2 separate regions of the Mus musculus genome follow, and region 2 is linked to region 1. The links are chromatin contacts, called in public promoter capture Hi-C maps. All regions are on one chromosome and are shown on one strand. The core of a region is the stretch at or near the end of the contact, and the rest is flanking DNA. Distances in the headings are between cores, read along the strand shown. Region 1 holds the start of Ggt5 (gamma-glutamyltransferase 5). Region 2 overlaps Cabin1 (calcineurin binding protein 1).

What was found. Promoter capture Hi-C pulls out the DNA fragments that hold promoters and counts their contacts.
Region 2: a contact with region 1 is called in a promoter capture Hi-C map of macrophages, with 6 read pairs. The contact joins the enhancer-like site here to the promoter of Ggt5 in region 1. A contact is called at or near these places in 16 of 39 promoter capture datasets (the 3T3-L1 cell line, 3T3-L1-derived adipocytes, the C10 cell line and 10 more), 1 of 15 datasets of contacts at CTCF or cohesin (large pre-B cells), 15 of 484 Hi-C or Micro-C datasets (CD4 T cells, CD8 T cells, LSK cells and 10 more), 7 of 115 datasets of contacts at active chromatin or transcription factors (the HPC-7 cell line, craniofacial prominence, effector CD8 T cells and 3 more) and 5 of 9 other capture datasets (adipose tissue, embryonic stem cells, liver and 2 more).

What each region holds. Positions count from the first base shown.
Region 1 is chr10:75,587,677-75,591,498 of GRCm38.p6, reverse strand. It overlaps Ggt5 (gamma-glutamyltransferase 5), which reads right to left and starts at 2,118. Exons shown (of 12, transcript NM_011820.5): 1 at 1,617-2,118. The coding sequence starts at 1,789.
Region 2 is chr10:75,674,568-75,678,389 of GRCm38.p6, reverse strand. All of the region lies in intron 29 of Cabin1 (calcineurin binding protein 1), which reads left to right. Among named protein-coding and RNA genes, the nearest start is that of Gm40696, 21 kb to the left of the region's middle. Within about 2 kb of position 2,174, at least 82 of the 459 cell types and tissues checked have an H3K27ac peak or open chromatin away from gene starts, as enhancers often do. A contact at or near this core is called in 3T3-L1-derived adipocytes, adipose tissue, fibro-adipogenic progenitors and 6 more, where this site is marked.

The DNA.
Region 1 (3,822 bases), core at 869-3,368:
TTACAATTTTGTATTCTAGAAGGATTAAATAGATGCTGCATCTCATGGAGACAGAGCAACTGTTGGTCTTAACTCTTGAGTCCCTTGGGAGCGCCATGTGACGTAGAAAGGACTGTCCCTACTGATCCGGGCTGCTATTCCCATGGAGTTCCAAGTTAAATGTAGATGTGAATCCTCCAGGAAGTCTGGGAACTCAGAGGACCAGGTTAGCAGGGTTGCGGGCTACTGTGAGCGAGGGAGGTGGAAGAGAATGGGTAGACAGATGGAATAAGGGAGGCGGGAAGGAAGGCAGGACAAACAGAAGGAAGGACAGAAGGAAGGAAAGACAGACAGAAGGAAGGACAGACAGAAGGAAGGAAGGATGGACAGAAGGAAGGAAGGATAGACAGAAGGAAGGATGGAAGGAAAAACAGATGAACAGACAGACAGAAAGAAGGATGGACAGAAGGAAGGAAGGAAGGAAGGAAGGACAGATGGTTTGAAGGACAAACAGACAAAGGACAGATGGAAGGATGGACAGAAGGAAGAAAGGATGTAAGGAAGGAAGAAGGAAGGACAGACAGACAGAAGGTACATTCAATAACAGTCAAAAAAAAGCATAACAGCATGGTATTTTGGGCCAGGACCACCACTCTGCCTGCTGCAGGACCCAGCCTTGGGTTTACAAAGCACTTGAACCCTGACAGTGGGCTACCAGGCAGATATTCTGGGAAGGAGACCCAGATGACCAGAAAAAAGGAGAGGCTTGTCCAGGTTTCAGGGCCCCAGTGGGAGGCAGGGGACCAGGAGTGACTTCTTGCCTCAGGGTAATCCTGTGGCAGCATGGTGGGTAGCATAGGCTTCCCATGGGCTGGGTTTCCTGGAAGGTCAGGAAACAACCACTGTAGCTTCTCTCTGCCTCTCTCTCTGCCTCTCTCTCTGTCTGTCTCTCTGCCTCTCTCTCTGCCTCTCTCTCTGCCTCTCTCTCTGTCTGTCTCTCTGTCTATCTCTCTGTCTGTCTCTCTCTCCCCACTCTTCCTCTCTCTGTCTCTCTGTCTCTGTCTCTCTGTCTCTGCCTCTCTTTCTCTCTGTGTCTGTGTCTGTCTCTGTCTGTCTCTCTCCCTCCTTCCCAGCCTCCACATCAGTCACTCCACTCACCAAGGCCAGACCCTGCCACAGAGAGGGAGGTCCTGACAGCTGTAACGTGCTTTCTTATACTGGCCCTGGGACCTCCCTCTCTCTGTGGCAGGGCAGACCAATGTATGGAACCCTGAAGCCCGTTGCCCAGGTTTCTGAAAAAGGTCCAGTCTTGGTCAGAACCAGCAGGCACAAAGTCACAGGTCTCATCCAGTCTGCCTTTCCAACCAGCACTGTATAGCCGATCTTCAATAATAGACTCACACCATCTTTGCAATGCTGTCCAGAGTCCCCATCTTCCCTATGGACACACATACACCATTCTGTGCAAGGGCCCTGGGACTGTTGTAGGAAGCCAAACCACACATGGCCTTTACCCCACCGCAAGCACAGCCGGCACTCGCGTGTCCCTCTTCACACCCCCACCACAGTTACACAGTCTCCAGGCACAACCCGCTAGCTGCCAAGGGCCACTGAGCTCACACCCACTTTTTACTCACCGTCCAATATCCGAGCAGATCTTGGAGTCAGCCGCTACCGCAGCACGCGTGAAGGCACCGGGACCACAAGAGGCTTGACGAGGAGAAAGGACCGCAGCCAACACAACGATAACCAGACCTAGACCTACACCCAGCAGGACCAGGCAGACCGTGGCCCTGTGACCCCAAGCCATGGCTCAGTGGCCCAGGGACAGAGAGGGAGGCAACTGGACACACAGGGCAGTGGACAGACAGAGACAGACAAACTGACTGACAAACTGAAGGGAAAAGAAGCTACACAGGGTGATCTCAGGCTATTGGACAGAGGGGAAAGATCGATGGGTCAAGACAGACAGCCACACAGGCCAGACAACTGGACAGAAAGGATGACGGACAGCCTTACAGATAGGTGGCCAGGCAGGTTACAGAGGAGAAACAGGAAGCCAGCCAGCCTGGGTTTATGGATAGACAGACGGCAGGCTGTGGCCAGGCTGCTGCTACACTCTCCTCCAGAGGCAGAACTAGCCACAGGTCTGAACTTGCAGTTTTCAGCTCCCGAGGCTCAACCCTGGAGGCAAGCCAGGCATCTACAGGGAGTTTTTTTTTTCTTGAGAAGAGCCAGCTGCCGCTGTTAACTCTTCCATCGCCAGTTGATCCCATGGCCTGCCCTGCTGCCCCAACACCACCCAAAGACTCCTCAGTCCCAGTGCCATTGGAAATGTGATGCTTGATGCACCCAGGGGAACTGGGACATGGAACTCAGGGAACCTCTCTCACTGTTTTCCTGCCTCCCAACAGCTCAGGGTCAGGGTGTCTCCTGCAGGGTGAAACTCCATTCCCCAGCTTCCACTCCCAACTGGTTCCACCCAGGCAGCCTCTCAATGCAATCACCCAGCTGGTACAGAGATGGGGCTGAAGGTAGACCAAGGTAGCCACTCAGGACCGTGCTGTTTTAATTTTTAAAATTTTTATAGAAATGAATCTTTTAAAATATTTTAAAGATTTATTTATTTATTTATTTATTTATTTATTTATTATATGTAAGTACACTGTAGCTGTCTTCAGACACACCAGAAGAGGGCATCAGATCTCATTACAGATGGTTGTGAGCCACCATGTGGTTGCTGGGATTTAGAGTCAGGACCTCAGGAAGAGCAGTCAGTGCTTTTAACTGCTGAGCCAGCTCTCCAGCCTCGTCGGGACCGTTTTATTACAGCCTGGCACAGCCTCATCCAAACATCTGAGCATGGGGTGGGAAGGGAGTGGGCAGGCAGGCCAGATGTCCAGTGCCCTGACACCCAGTGCTGCTGACACACAGTGCTGGGACATAGTGACCCATAAACTCAACCTTAGACCTCTAAAGGACGAGGCTGCCCTGCTCAAGTGCCCTCCCTTTTTCTGCAGCTCAGAGGCCCACTTGCTGAGTCCAGAAGAACTCAGGGCTATTTCTGTGCTGGTGAGCCTCCTCCTCTGGGAGCCTGGCTTGGGTCCTATCTTTCCATGATCTCAGGATGTTCCAGTGGGAGGCAGCTGGAGCAGTGAGGACCCACCAATGTGCTCTCGTGATCAGAATTAATACATGTGCAGGGCAGAAGAGCTCTTGGTTTCAGGCCTTCCCATCATTCCTCACTCTCTTTCCACTGAGCATGCCCCCCGCCCCCATCTTCGTACCCCCCGGCTTGGCAATGCCAAAAAAAAAAAAAAAAAAAAAAAAAAGAGGCCCAGAGAGGGAATGCCCGCACTGGCCACCCATCCTGTTAAGTGTCACACCCAGAGTCCCTGCTAAGCCTGGACAAGGGAGGCTGTTTCCTGTAAGCCTGTTCCCACATCTTCCTAGAGGAAGAGGGGAGTGTCTGTGGGAGTCTTCCCCATCCCAGTTGTCCCCAACACTACAATGTCATGTCATTGCTCAACCAGGAACCAAAGCACATTCTTGAATGTAGGCCAGTCCACTCACGGGCCACTGTCCCCTAAGGCCAAAGCAGTATGGGGGGAACAAGCAGACACAAGGGTAGGTTATCTTCCCCTCCTGGTCCCTGGCTGGGACATCCTGGTCAGGCGCAGACCAGAGTTCAGAGGCAGTTCTACGGATTCTCAAGGCTTGCTATCATACTGGACTTGGCTGGGAAGGCCAGGTCTGGTGGCTCCAAAGGCCCTTATCCAGGAAGTAACATGGAAAGGCACTAGAAAGGGGATGGTCACTCAAGTCCCCAAGTCTCCAAAGAAG
Region 2 (3,822 bases), core at 925-3,424, 87 kb before region 1:
TAGAGCCCATGACTAGAGAGATTGATAGCCACTCAAGTGAAGAAAGCCAGTGACCTGCTTGTACCTTCACTGGACTTGGCCCAGCTGCTCCAAGCAGGAATGCTCCTGTGGGGAGAATGGAGTGGCAGCATGCAGGACACAGGTATCTGACCTAGGAAGTGCGGTCAGCTAGGGCCAGTAGCCAGGCTAGTGCTGAGCTCAGCTCAATTGGCTTTGTCCCGTGGACCTGGCTGGTTGGGCTGTGGCAGGGCTTTGTATTGGCATTTCCATCTAGGCTCATGGAGGAGTTGGCACTCCCGAGGCTAGGGAGGAGCAGGAGGCGGCTGCTACAAACTGCTGCGATGCAGCATGTATAAATCTGGCCCAGACTGCCTGGCTAGCCTTAGTGCAGACAGTGGCCCTGAAGGCAGTTACCCTCTGTAAACTCAATAAGCACTGCTGGAAATGGGGAGCACCTGTAAGGTGCTGCCACAGGCTGGGAAAACAGAAGCCCTTTTCTGTTGTCTGCCCACAGGGCTTATAGAAGCCTGGCTTCTCCTGTGGTTTGTAGAGCTCAGGGCCGTTGGTTTTGGTCTGCCACAGGCCACTCCCCAGTTGGCCTACCTGCAGTGCTTCCTCGATAGAAGGTGAAGTGGAACACACTGGACCCAGGTACCACTTGCCACTCCTTGGGTCTTGTGTTTACAACAGCCCATGGACTGACTCTTCACAGCCCCTTGCCATAAACAGAGAAAGTGCATTAATACCTACACTGGGGTTGAGATTTTTCTGGACTAAGTCAGTAGATGGTTCCAGAGACAGACTGATAGGATGAGGGGCAAGGAAATAAAGATAAGAGAATACAGGAAGGCAAAGGAATGGGCTCTAGGCTCAGCAGGCTTACTCCAGAGGACAGACACCAGGACCCCACTGAGTAGGCAGAGGTTGTCCTCGGGGCAGATGCTCGTGGGAGTCCATTGTTAGGAGAATGCTGTCTGTAACACCAACCCAGAGTTACCTCATCTGGAACAAGAATCTCTGGCTCTCGAAAGACATTGTCTGACATTGGTTGTGGCTTCTTCTCTTTCCCCATAACAGCTTGTCACTGAAGACAAGAGGCATAAGAATCTCTGGCTGGTAAGAACACTGGCCGGCTTCTATTCTTTACCCCTTTCCTGGTGGCTGTCACTTTTATAAGTCACTTAGCCTGATTCACTGCTTCATCGTGAGCATGGCCCAAGGTGTATAGCAAAAACTTAACTGCTATTGGGGTGAAAGAACAGCCAGTCACATCATAGTAGGAATCAGAAAAGAAGCAGGGGGAAATCTCAATTGAGGAAATGTGAGTTTCTTGGCTGTAGTTGGAATTGCTGCAATCCTGCTATTTTTAGCATTGCTGAGATGATCCATGGGCCAATTGCTCAAGCAGAGTAAACAAAAGAAACACTTGAAGTTCTCCAGGGAGAAGAAGTCCTGTTCTTGAGAATCTTAAAGGGTTAGCATGGACCCAGAGCCTGCGCCGACCTCTCTGTCTTCTCATATCCAGAGCTGCTGAACTTTCTGGAACTACACAGCTCAGACTAGGTTAGCCCAGGGTCAGGCTGGACCTCTCCCTGGGCATCACATAGAGAGGAGCTGTGAGTCTTCTGGCCTGCAAGAGGAAGCAAACCACCGGTGGGGAGGCCAGGATAAGACAGTGATAGGGCCATCGCATAGGACGCCCAGGTTGTGACTGTTAGATCTTGCCAAGCCAAGCTGCTGCAGTCATGGTTCTAATTTAAAGCAACAGAAATCAAATGTAAGCAGCTTTTAGGATGTCTTCCTGTGGTGTGAATTCTTTTCTGTCCTCCAGAGGCAGTTGTTGCCTAGAGGTACTGAGTTTTGTGTCAAGGCCAGAATGCATGGGCAGAGGAAGGGTGAGCTTTTCATTCGTGTCCTTAGTCCTAGGGCAGTGCTGAGAGAGGAAGCAAAAGTTCCCATAGATGACAGCATGACTTGTCCACGGTCATCCTGCCAGTGGGCAGCAGAGCATGGAATCAAGCCCAGGGCTCAGGAGCTATGTCCATGTCCTGTGGGCCAGCCTCTATGCCATAGTTTTTGTACAGCTGTGAGGATCACTGCTGTTTTCTCCCTTGTTGGACTGTGTGATTCATGGGTATGTCCAGTCAGCCTCAGCCCAGATCCCCTCCACTCCCAACCACTCCGCTCAGAGTGAGTGTCCAGTCAAGAGCGTACTGTCTGAGGCTTTCCCAGAGAGCATTCCTGCACAGACGTCTTTTCCTGCTGTAGATGATGTCGCTCTGATGCCTGGGCTTGGTGCTTTCAGCCTAGGCTGTACCACCAGGCCGTGTGCTGGGCAGTAGCGGGCAGCCAGGGGCAGTAGCAGGAGAGATGTGCTTGTAGGCGTGTTCCTAGTCCCTGAACAAAGTTCTCCAACTGGAATGGGTAAGGCAGAGAAGATGGCCCAGGCAAGGGCAGAGGCTGGGAGAGCTACATGGTTGTTGAGAAGCAGGGGCTGGGAACTCTGAGGTTCCACGGAAGGAAGGGGAAGTCACTCTAAGAATCCACCCTTGTAAAGCTGTGGCAGCGCTAGACTCACGTCAGAGCACTGGACATGCTGTGGCTAGACGAGGGCACAGCAGTCCACCTGTTGGCGTTGCTCCATACACGAGTATGTCCTCACAGCAGGTTACAGGCCACGGCAGTGAGCCTGTGATCCATGCCTGTGGCAGCTGAGAACCTAACGTTGCCCTGAGCTCTTTAAGGGCTTCTCTCCTCTGCTGTGCTCATTTAGGGCTTCCAACCAAGAGCTTTTGTTGGTGGGCTTACACAGAACAGGATGGGCTGGGAAGTCAGGCACCTAAACCAAGTCTACTCGGTGTGCGCGCACTGGGGAAGGACTCTGTCGTGCCCCACTTTAGACTTCCTGTCTCCGGCCCCTTTGACCTCTGTTTCTCCATCTCCAAAGGTGGGCCAATTGGATAAGGTCAGTGGTTTTCCATCTCCTTTTCCAAAAGAAACCTATTCACATAGCCAATGAAAAACAGATGCGATGGCCACTGCCCCCGCAGATGCAGGAAGGGCCAAGCTCCACCTGCTTAGCTGTGCCCTGGCAGCTCCTGAACAAAGCCCTGAAGGGCTATAGACTTCATATCTACTGTGTACCCTGCACTTACTGCTCAGGGCCAGGCCCCTCTTTCCTTGGGTAGTTTTAATTTCAACTCATTTTTTTCCCCTTCCTTTCCCTCACCCCCTGCCTCCCCTCCACCCCACTTTTCCTATTTGGAAAGTTTGACTTTTAACACAATGGATTATCATGGTGACAGGCGCTTGGGGCCAGGAACTGCCTGAGAGGGTAAGCCAAAGACTCTCAATACACAGACAGGTCTTACCCCACCTCTGCTCCCAAGAGGAAATCCCTGTCCATACCTGTCTTCATCCCACACTATAGGATGTGTAGCTGTGAGCAGCCAGCTAATGTCTGTAGGCTCAGTTTCTTCATCTGCACAGTGGACCAGACATTACTTCAGAGTTAGGTTAAAGAGCACATGAGAACAGGATACTGCTGAGTAACAGTGACATTGTGTTCAGGAGGGCAATGGTGGGGAAGGGACAGGGGTGACAAGGATCACTGATAGTGGAATGAGTGAGAGAGAGTGGGACAGATCGGGAAAGTGTGTGAAGAACTGCACAAGTTTACCTGATTCAAAATGTGGGGTGGGGTGGGGCATATGCCTGTTTGAGCACATGCATGTATGTGTCAAGTGCATGTGCCCCTGGGGAGGTCCAGAATAACTTGCAGGCCCCTTCCACCATGTGGGTCTGGGATCAAACTCAAGTTAC